Regions from separate parts of the Sus scrofa genome. Here region 1 is linked to region 2. The links are chromatin contacts, called in public HiChIP or PLAC-seq maps. All regions are on one chromosome and are shown on one strand. The core of a region is the stretch at or near the end of the contact, and the rest is flanking DNA. Distances in the headings are between cores, read along the strand shown.

What was found. HiChIP or PLAC-seq counts read pairs in DNA pulled down with a chosen protein or histone mark.
Region 1: an H3K27ac HiChIP or PLAC-seq map of alveolar macrophages shows a contact between it and region 2. The contact joins the promoter of RAP2B here to the promoter of P2RY1 in region 2. A contact is called at or near these places in 1 of 47 Hi-C or Micro-C datasets (heart right ventricle) and 1 of 2 datasets of contacts at active chromatin or transcription factors (alveolar macrophages).

Annotation. Positions count from the first base shown.
Region 1 is chr13:93,306,584-93,310,470 of Sscrofa11.1, forward strand. RAP2B (RAP2B, member of RAS oncogene family) reads left to right here and starts at 1,529. Exons shown (of 1, transcript NM_001123185.1): 1 at 1,529-2,080. The coding sequence starts at 1,529. The coding sequence ends at 2,080.
Region 2 is chr13:92,988,492-92,992,498 of Sscrofa11.1, forward strand. It overlaps P2RY1 (P2Y purinoceptor 1), which reads left to right and starts at 2,659. Exons shown (of 2, transcript XM_005669935.3): 1 at 2,659-4,007. The coding sequence starts at 3,547.

The sequences.
Region 1 (3,887 bases), core at 279-2,778, 320 kb after region 2:
GAAGTGGGAGGAAGGGGGCGGGGAGCAGCAGAGAAAGAACAGCTGTGCCTCCGCCTCTCAACTCAATCTCTATAAATAACCAATCACGAGCGGAGTCTACTTTTTAGCCAATGAAGCAGCCCAAACTGATAAGATCTTGGCAGTAGCCAATGGGAGAGCATTTGAGGGTGTGAGATTTGCGCCCCGGGACCAATGGGTCCAGAGTCTGGGAGAGGTAATTTGAGCTAGAGTGTGGGTGTGTGGTGCACAAGCTTCCTACTTCCAAGCCCCCAAACCTGCTCTGTGCACTGAGCATGCCCTGACTAGCTGCGGGCGCCACCGCCGCTTTGGATAGGACTGTAATCCGCTCTCCAGATTTTGGCCCCAGCTGACTGGGGCGGGGGAGGGGGCGAGTGGGGGGGCGGGGTGGCCCGCGGAACCCTAGCCCGAAGACAGCTCTGGTTAGTAGAGGCAGCCCTTTCCCTAGTCGCAACAGGGTTTCAGACCCAGCATTCCCGTTTTCTTTGTCCCAGAGATGAAAGTGCGGGAGAGTAGGCCAGAGAAGGTCGGGTAGAAAGAGCTGCGCCTTGGGTAGGGGAAGATGGTCTTCCCGCCAAACACCCAAACGTCCTTTGGGTCTCAATCCCGGGAGACACACCCTCCGGGGGTCTGGGAAGTGGGATCTACGGGCTCTGAATGATGCGAGGCAAGAGCCCAATCCTCCCTATTCCCAGGGAGGAGTGAGGGGGTGGCTGCCGCACCCACTCGCTTCTCGAAGAGCCTGAGCCCCTATGTATGAACCCAGAGCGGCGAAAGAAGGCTGCCTCCAACCTCCCACTGGAGCTCTCCCAGCCCGCCACAAACACCTACACATCCCGGCACATTTGTCCTCTTGCTGGGAGACCAGAGCCTCCGGCGAATCCGCTAGTCCCGACTCAAATCGCGAGCCCCACCCACAACCCCGCCTCCGCCCGGCTCCCTGGAAAACCAGGAGCAGCGGATCCGGCGGGAGCGGCCGGCGGCGGCGCACTGGGCATGCTCGTCCGGGCGGGGAGGGCCGGGCTGCGCGCGGCGAGTAGGAAGCCCTCGCCCCGCGGAGGCTGAGGAAGAGAGCTCCATGGGCCGCGGCGGTGGGCGCACGCTCTGCGGGGACTCATGCCACGCGCGTCCCGGCCCGACGCGCAATTAGCTGCCGCCTCCGCAGCCCGCTACCTCCGCCGCCTCCTCGCCCTTCTGGGCTGCCGCGACGAGAAGCTGCAGCCTTCGCTTTGCACAGGCTGCCGGCATTGTCCTCCGGTTCCGCCGCCCAGGCTGCCGCTGCCGCTGCCGCCGCGGGCTGCTGCGGGGCCCCGGACCTGCGCCCCAGGGACGCGCTGCCGCTGCCGGCCGGCCCGGCGCCCGGCCCCCGCTCGGTGATTTCCGCGCTCTGCGCTCCTCGGCCATTTCGCTCCTGAGTTTTTCCTGCGGAGCTGAGGAAGGGTAGAAGTCCAGCCGCCAAGCCCAGCCTTACTACGGCGCGCAGCCCCGACGGGCGAGCGCCGACGGAGCCATGAGAGAGTACAAAGTGGTGGTGCTAGGCTCGGGCGGCGTGGGCAAGTCCGCGCTCACCGTGCAGTTCGTGACCGGCTCCTTCATCGAGAAGTACGACCCCACCATCGAGGACTTCTACCGCAAGGAGATCGAGGTGGACTCGTCGCCGTCCGTGCTGGAGATCCTGGACACGGCCGGCACGGAGCAGTTCGCGTCCATGCGGGACCTGTACATCAAGAACGGCCAGGGTTTCATCCTCGTCTACAGCCTCGTTAACCAGCAGAGCTTCCAGGACATCAAGCCTATGCGGGACCAGATCATCCGCGTAAAGCGGTACGAGAGAGTGCCCATGATCCTGGTGGGCAACAAGGTGGACTTGGAGGGCGAGCGCGAGGTCTCTTACGGCGAGGGCAAGGCCCTGGCCGAGGAGTGGAGCTGCCCCTTCATGGAGACATCGGCCAAAAACAAAGCCTCGGTGGACGAGCTGTTTGCCGAGATCGTGCGGCAGATGAACTACGCGGCGCAGCCCAACGGAGACGAGGGCTGCTGCTCGGCCTGCGTGATCCTCTGAGGCGCCCGCGGCTGCCGCGCGCCGGCCGAGCTCTGCGCACAAAAGCCAAACGCACCCGACTCTAAATGTGATTTCTCTTCTTGCTTTGAGATTGGAGACGACTTTGCATCGGCCGGGGTGTCCCGGGAGCCCGGCTGGCCCCCGTGGCCATGTCCCCTGCCTCTGCCCCGTGTCCGAGGGGGTGTGCCGTTCTGACCATCCGAGACCCGATGGAAATGTGGCTCTTTGCGGCATGTACGTTTCTCATTGATTTTGGTTGACGCGTTATTTCCCCATTGACGCAGCCGTTGGGGCGCTGTATTGGCAGCTTGACACCGGCAAGCGAAAGTTTCAGCCTGGAGAAAAAAAAAAAAAAAAAAATGGGGTGGGGGAGGAAGAGGACGGGGAGAAGGTTGGAAAGGGGGAGTTTTTTGTTTTTGTTTTTCTGTCCAAAACCGTTTTTCTCGTTCCAAGTTTTAAATACTCGGAAGGAAGTCCGGGAGAACCAAATGAAGGAGCAGGAGGAGAGGAAAAAACTTTTGTTTTTTTTCCTCGTTTTCCAGGAGTAGCTGGAAATTAAGATCGGGTTCCTTTTCTGCCAGCTTGGAAGGGCAACCCCGTGACTGATTATGATTCTGAGGATGTCTATGCAAAGTTGGATTCTTGTTACAGTGTATCCAATCTGAAGTATTGCACATCTGAACTGGGACTGTTAACACTGATGCCAATACAGTGTGGGGTGCCAGAATGTGTCTGCTGATATTTGTGGAAAAAAAAAATCTATTTTTGTTTACCTACTGTATCAAAGGGGAGTCTGGGGGAGAACGGTAGTATTTTTTTTTATCAGCTGTGAAAAAAAATGTTACAGATCTGCACATTTTTGTGTGTACTGTTGTGTGTGTGTGTGTTTTTAGATTTAGCTTTTTGTTCTTATTGGTTGGCAGTAACAGGTTTTGATGACTAGCTCTTTAAAACACAGTACAAAGACTTCACAAATGTGATTCAGGGCCCCCAGCACCCCTGTGTCTGCAGAGTGCCTTCAAAACTCAGCTGTTCCAGCCGGTGCCAACCTGTGAATTTCCCACCAGATCCCCTCAAACCACTTCCCCATTTCCTTTCAGTAATCTTCCTGAAGGAATCAGGACAATAGGGCCTGTTGTTCGGTGAATTTCTTTATTATTTCCAGCTTTTAAGATGTAATTCACTTATTTTGCAATGGGTTTCTTTTTTCTTTTTTTCTTTCTTTCTTTTTTTTTTTTTTTTTTTTTGCTTCATTTTGTTCCAGTGTTCAGGTATTTAGCTCCCCTTTTGTATCATTTTTTAAAATTTTTGGTTTTCTGTTATAGGGTGTTCCTCCAGAAGCAAAGAGCAGAATTTTGCTGTTGTGATGTACCAAGAGAATTCTAACAACTTGTAATTTTTAATTCCAGACATGTGTTTAATCATTGTCTCTTCATTTTAAGATTTTTAATACAAATGTCATTTTTAAAGAAATCCAAAAATTTGTTTGTGTTTCTGTGTTTCATATTCAGTTATTTAAACAGTACTGTGGCTGAGGTGGACAGGGGGAAGGTGCATGAAGCCCCCAAGAGTGGTTTGCCAAATTCTGAAGAGAGGTGTGTCTCAGTGACAAGTTGAGTGACACTCCTCCCAACTCCTTAAATATGGAAAAAATCGTCGAGGTCTAGGAAGTCTTGCGGTGTCAGGTATGGCCATACGTTGACTACAGGATATTGAATCTGTTCTGCTGACTTGGAGCAGTTTATCTCACATTAGGTAGGGAAGGGGAGAAACCAACTGTTAAAACTGCCTTAGATCTGGGAAAGTA
Region 2 (4,007 bases), core at 1,409-3,908:
GTACTACTGTGCATTTCATCCTAGAATAGTGGTTAAACATACAGGCTTTAGGAATAGATCGCTTAAGTTTAAATCCCAATTTCTACTGTGTGACTATGGATAAGTTACTTAACTTCTCTGTGCCTAAGGTTCATAATTTATGGATACATATAAATCATATTTAAGGATGGTAACTGTCAACTACCTTAGGATATTTTATAGATTAAAGGACTCAGCACTGGAGTTCCCGTTGTGGCTCAGTGGTTAACGAATCTGACTAGGAACCATGAGGTTGCAGGTTTGATCCTTGGCCTTGCTCAGTGGGTTAAGGATCTGGTGTTGCCATGAGCTGTGGCATAGGTTGCAGAGGCGGCTCGGATCCCATGTTGCTGTGGCTGTGGTGTAGGCCAGCAGCTACAGCTCTGATTAGACCCCTAGCCTGGGAACCTCCATATGCTGCGGGAGCGGCCCAAGAAATGGCAAAAAAATAAAATAAAATAAAATAAAACAAAGGACTCAGTACTGTGCATAGTGCTGAGTACATAGGAAAGGCTATTTATTATTGCTGTTGTTATATGTTGTTATTAATAGTTAACTCTATGTTCTTTGCATTTCCAACTACATTTGCTAATCTCTTAAAGTCAGGAATTTACATCATTAACAAAGTGAAAAACAAATTAATACAAAATGTTTGAGGTATTTATCTTAGATATATGAAATATTCTTCTCATATCTTTAAGGCATTTATAACAGGTATTCAAGCATCAATAAATAGCGATATGTTATTTGGTTTTAGATGGTATTTTATTTTTCCCTTTACTAAATCTAGTTTAAAGTATTTCCAATAGAAAGTTAACAAAGTCAATAAACAATACTGAATACATATAAATTATTCCCAAAGGCACAATTTTGACTTAATACATAACAAATATACTATAAATCTGTAGTTAAAATATGTAGGATGTAAAAGCAGTGCTTTCATAGTTTACCTTTTTAATAATATTTTTAAAAGTCTGTCACTTAGGGCAACTACCCTTCTACAAATTCCTTATAAAGTGTCAAGTTTTCTGAAAGTACTTAATGGCATTTGGACTAAATGTACATTTCAAAACATTCACATAGTGAGTTAATGCATTTGCAGCAGACTTCTGAATGAGATTATATATTGCTCATGCTGCAAATGAACAACACAAAGGAGTGAGGAATTAGGACCTATTAAGCACCAAGGGAACTCTTAAAGCTTTTCTCTGCTTCCTTCTCTCTCTCTCAAGAGAAAATCATTCCACTCGGTACCATCCTAATCAAACAATATGAAAATGTTTCACGTTAAGGCTGAGAATTATAGAATTATGTACGAATGGAAAAAAAGTCAAATCTGACTTCCTTATTTTATAGATGAGAAAGCTGAAGCCTGTTCATCATCAATTCAGACTGTTTCAAAACAACATTCATGCCCTTGAGTTATTTACTCGAGTTTTATCATTTATTTCCATGCTATTCAATTGACCACAGTTCAAAATACCAGTGTTCTCACGATGGCTTGTGTTTGGATATGATTCTTTCTACATGTGTCCTTCTAAAGAACTGTCTGGGTCTTGTAGGGAATTTTCTTTTGTGGTATCAAAGTCAGGAGTTTGTGGTATTCCTCTGAATATTTTTTAAGAGAACACTATCATGTAACACCTGGGAGCAGAGAGAAATCTTACAGTATATATTTTACAGATATTTTCTTTTTGGATTTGTTTTTTTCTTCAAAGACAAAAGCCACTATAAATGTTTCACATAAAACACATTGTTAATTAGTAAATTGTCAAAGATTGCTAGATTCCATCCCTGTATGGGTATATCTAAATATTTCTCTCAACAGCTAATAATTCATTTATTTTCCAATCAAACTTACTCAACTACGATTCTGAAGTACACTGCTTAAAAATTTGATATTCATGAAAATGAGTTTTTCAATAAAAATGTGGCAGTATTCACGGAGGTCCCAATCAATATTGTTAGGGTACTTACCAGAAACTGTCTTTACATACTTCTATATAAAGTTGTATTTAAAATTCAAATTATTTCTAGTCTAGAACAATATATTTTAAATTATTTTTCATTGCAGTCTCTGCTCTTTAATTAAATGTACTACTGGACAGGAGGAGTTGGGGATCCTGCATTGTTGGTAGGTGGTAAGAGGCTGAAATGTGCTGAAGCAAGAAATTCTCACGTAGATATTACCAATGACGTCGGTTTATTAGCATTCGGTTATTAAAGTAAAAAGAAAAAAGAAGTAGACTAGAAGGGCAGAAAGAGATTCTCCTCATCTCCCTCCCCACCCACCCTCCTTGTTTTGAATGCTTTCTGGGAGTAGCAGTTTCCTGCAAGTGCCAGGAATCTGGTCTCCGAGAAGTGCGGAGCAATGCAGCGCCAGGGCGCTCCCAGCTGGGGACTGCTGGCTGCTTGGGACCTGCAAACACCTGGCGTGGTTCTTGAGGGCCCTAGAGAATTCAGTCTCATTGGCTCTAGGGTTGCGGCAGAAGGCTCTGAGTCGTCAAAGGGGTTTCCTGTGTGTCAGCAACTTCATTTTGCCTAGATAGCTGGCGGAACAGCCCAGGAGCGCTCGCGGGCCAATCGCTCCCTAGCAGTCAACCCTTACCCTGACCGAGCGCACCCCACGCCCTCGCCCTCGCCCTCGCCACCGACTCGAGTAGTGGCGAAAGGGCAGAAGCTGAGCACGCCGGACGGTGAACAGTGGCTCCCCAGAAGACGCCTCTGGCTGCGGGAAAACGCCAGGAAGAGCGCTGGCGGGCAGCGGGCGGGCTCGGCGGAGGCACGCCCCTCGCCTCCCCGCGGAGCGCGGTCTCGCTCGGGTGGCCAAACTCCGCCCATCCTTGCGGGGAGCCGGTTCGCCCTCCAGCCGCCAGCACTCGGGACAGAGCGAGGCTCTAGAAGGGCCTGCGAGCTCACACAGACGGCGAACCGGAGACGATACAGAAGCGCACGAGTCTGCGGCCACGAGCGCTCCAAATGGCTCCCAGAGGCTGAGCGCAGAGAGGCACGGAGGCAGTGGCACGGGCCCCAGAGCCGAAGTACTGGCATGCAAGGTAGGGAGAAGGAAGATGCCCAAACGAAGTTGATATCTGGGGGAAGGAGGCTGGGGCGCGCCCTCCCCGCACCGGAGCGCAGCGCAACCAGTTTCGCCGGACCTCGCTGAGCCCCCGGCGCGCTCTCCGGCGCGAACCTGCGGCCCCTCGGGAAAGCTCAGAGGGAAAGTTGTTGGCGGCGGTGTCCTACGCTCCCTGTTGTGTAACCTCGACGCTGCCAGCCGGACGGGGAAGTTGCTGGTTCTTCGGCCAGTCCAGTTCGGTCATAGATCGGGACGGATTCATGGCCCGCGAAGAACGCGGGGCCGGAACCGGCGTGGGCGAGCCCCCGCGCGCCCTCTCCTGCAGGGATCCCGGGCGCCTGCTCTTGTCCGCTCTCCCGCCTTTCCGATGCTCTCTGCGCCCCTCGCAGCCGCCGCCCTCTCGCCGCCGCTTGCCGCTTGGAGCTGCCGCCTAAGTCGGGAAGGACAGAATGACCGAGGTGCTGTGGCAGGCGGTCCCCAACGGGACGGACGCTGCCTTCCTGGCCGGCCTGGGCCCGCCCTGGGGGAACAGCACAGCTGCCTCCACCGCCGCCGTCCCGTTCAAATGCGCGCTTACCAAGACAGGCTTCCAATTCTACTATCTGCCGGCTGTCTACATCTTGGTATTCATTATCGGCTTCCTGGGCAACAGCGTGGCCATCTGGATGTTTGTCTTCCACATGAAGCCCTGGAGCGGCATCTCCGTGTACATGTTCAACTTGGCCCTCGCTGACTTTTTGTACGTCCTGACTCTGCCGGCTCTCATCTTCTACTACTTCAATAAGACCGACTGGATCTTCGGGGATGCCATGTGCAAGCTACAACGATTCATCTTCCACGTGAACCTCTATGGCAGCATCTTGTTCCTGACTTGCATCAGTGCGCACCGGTACAGCGGTGTGGTGTACCC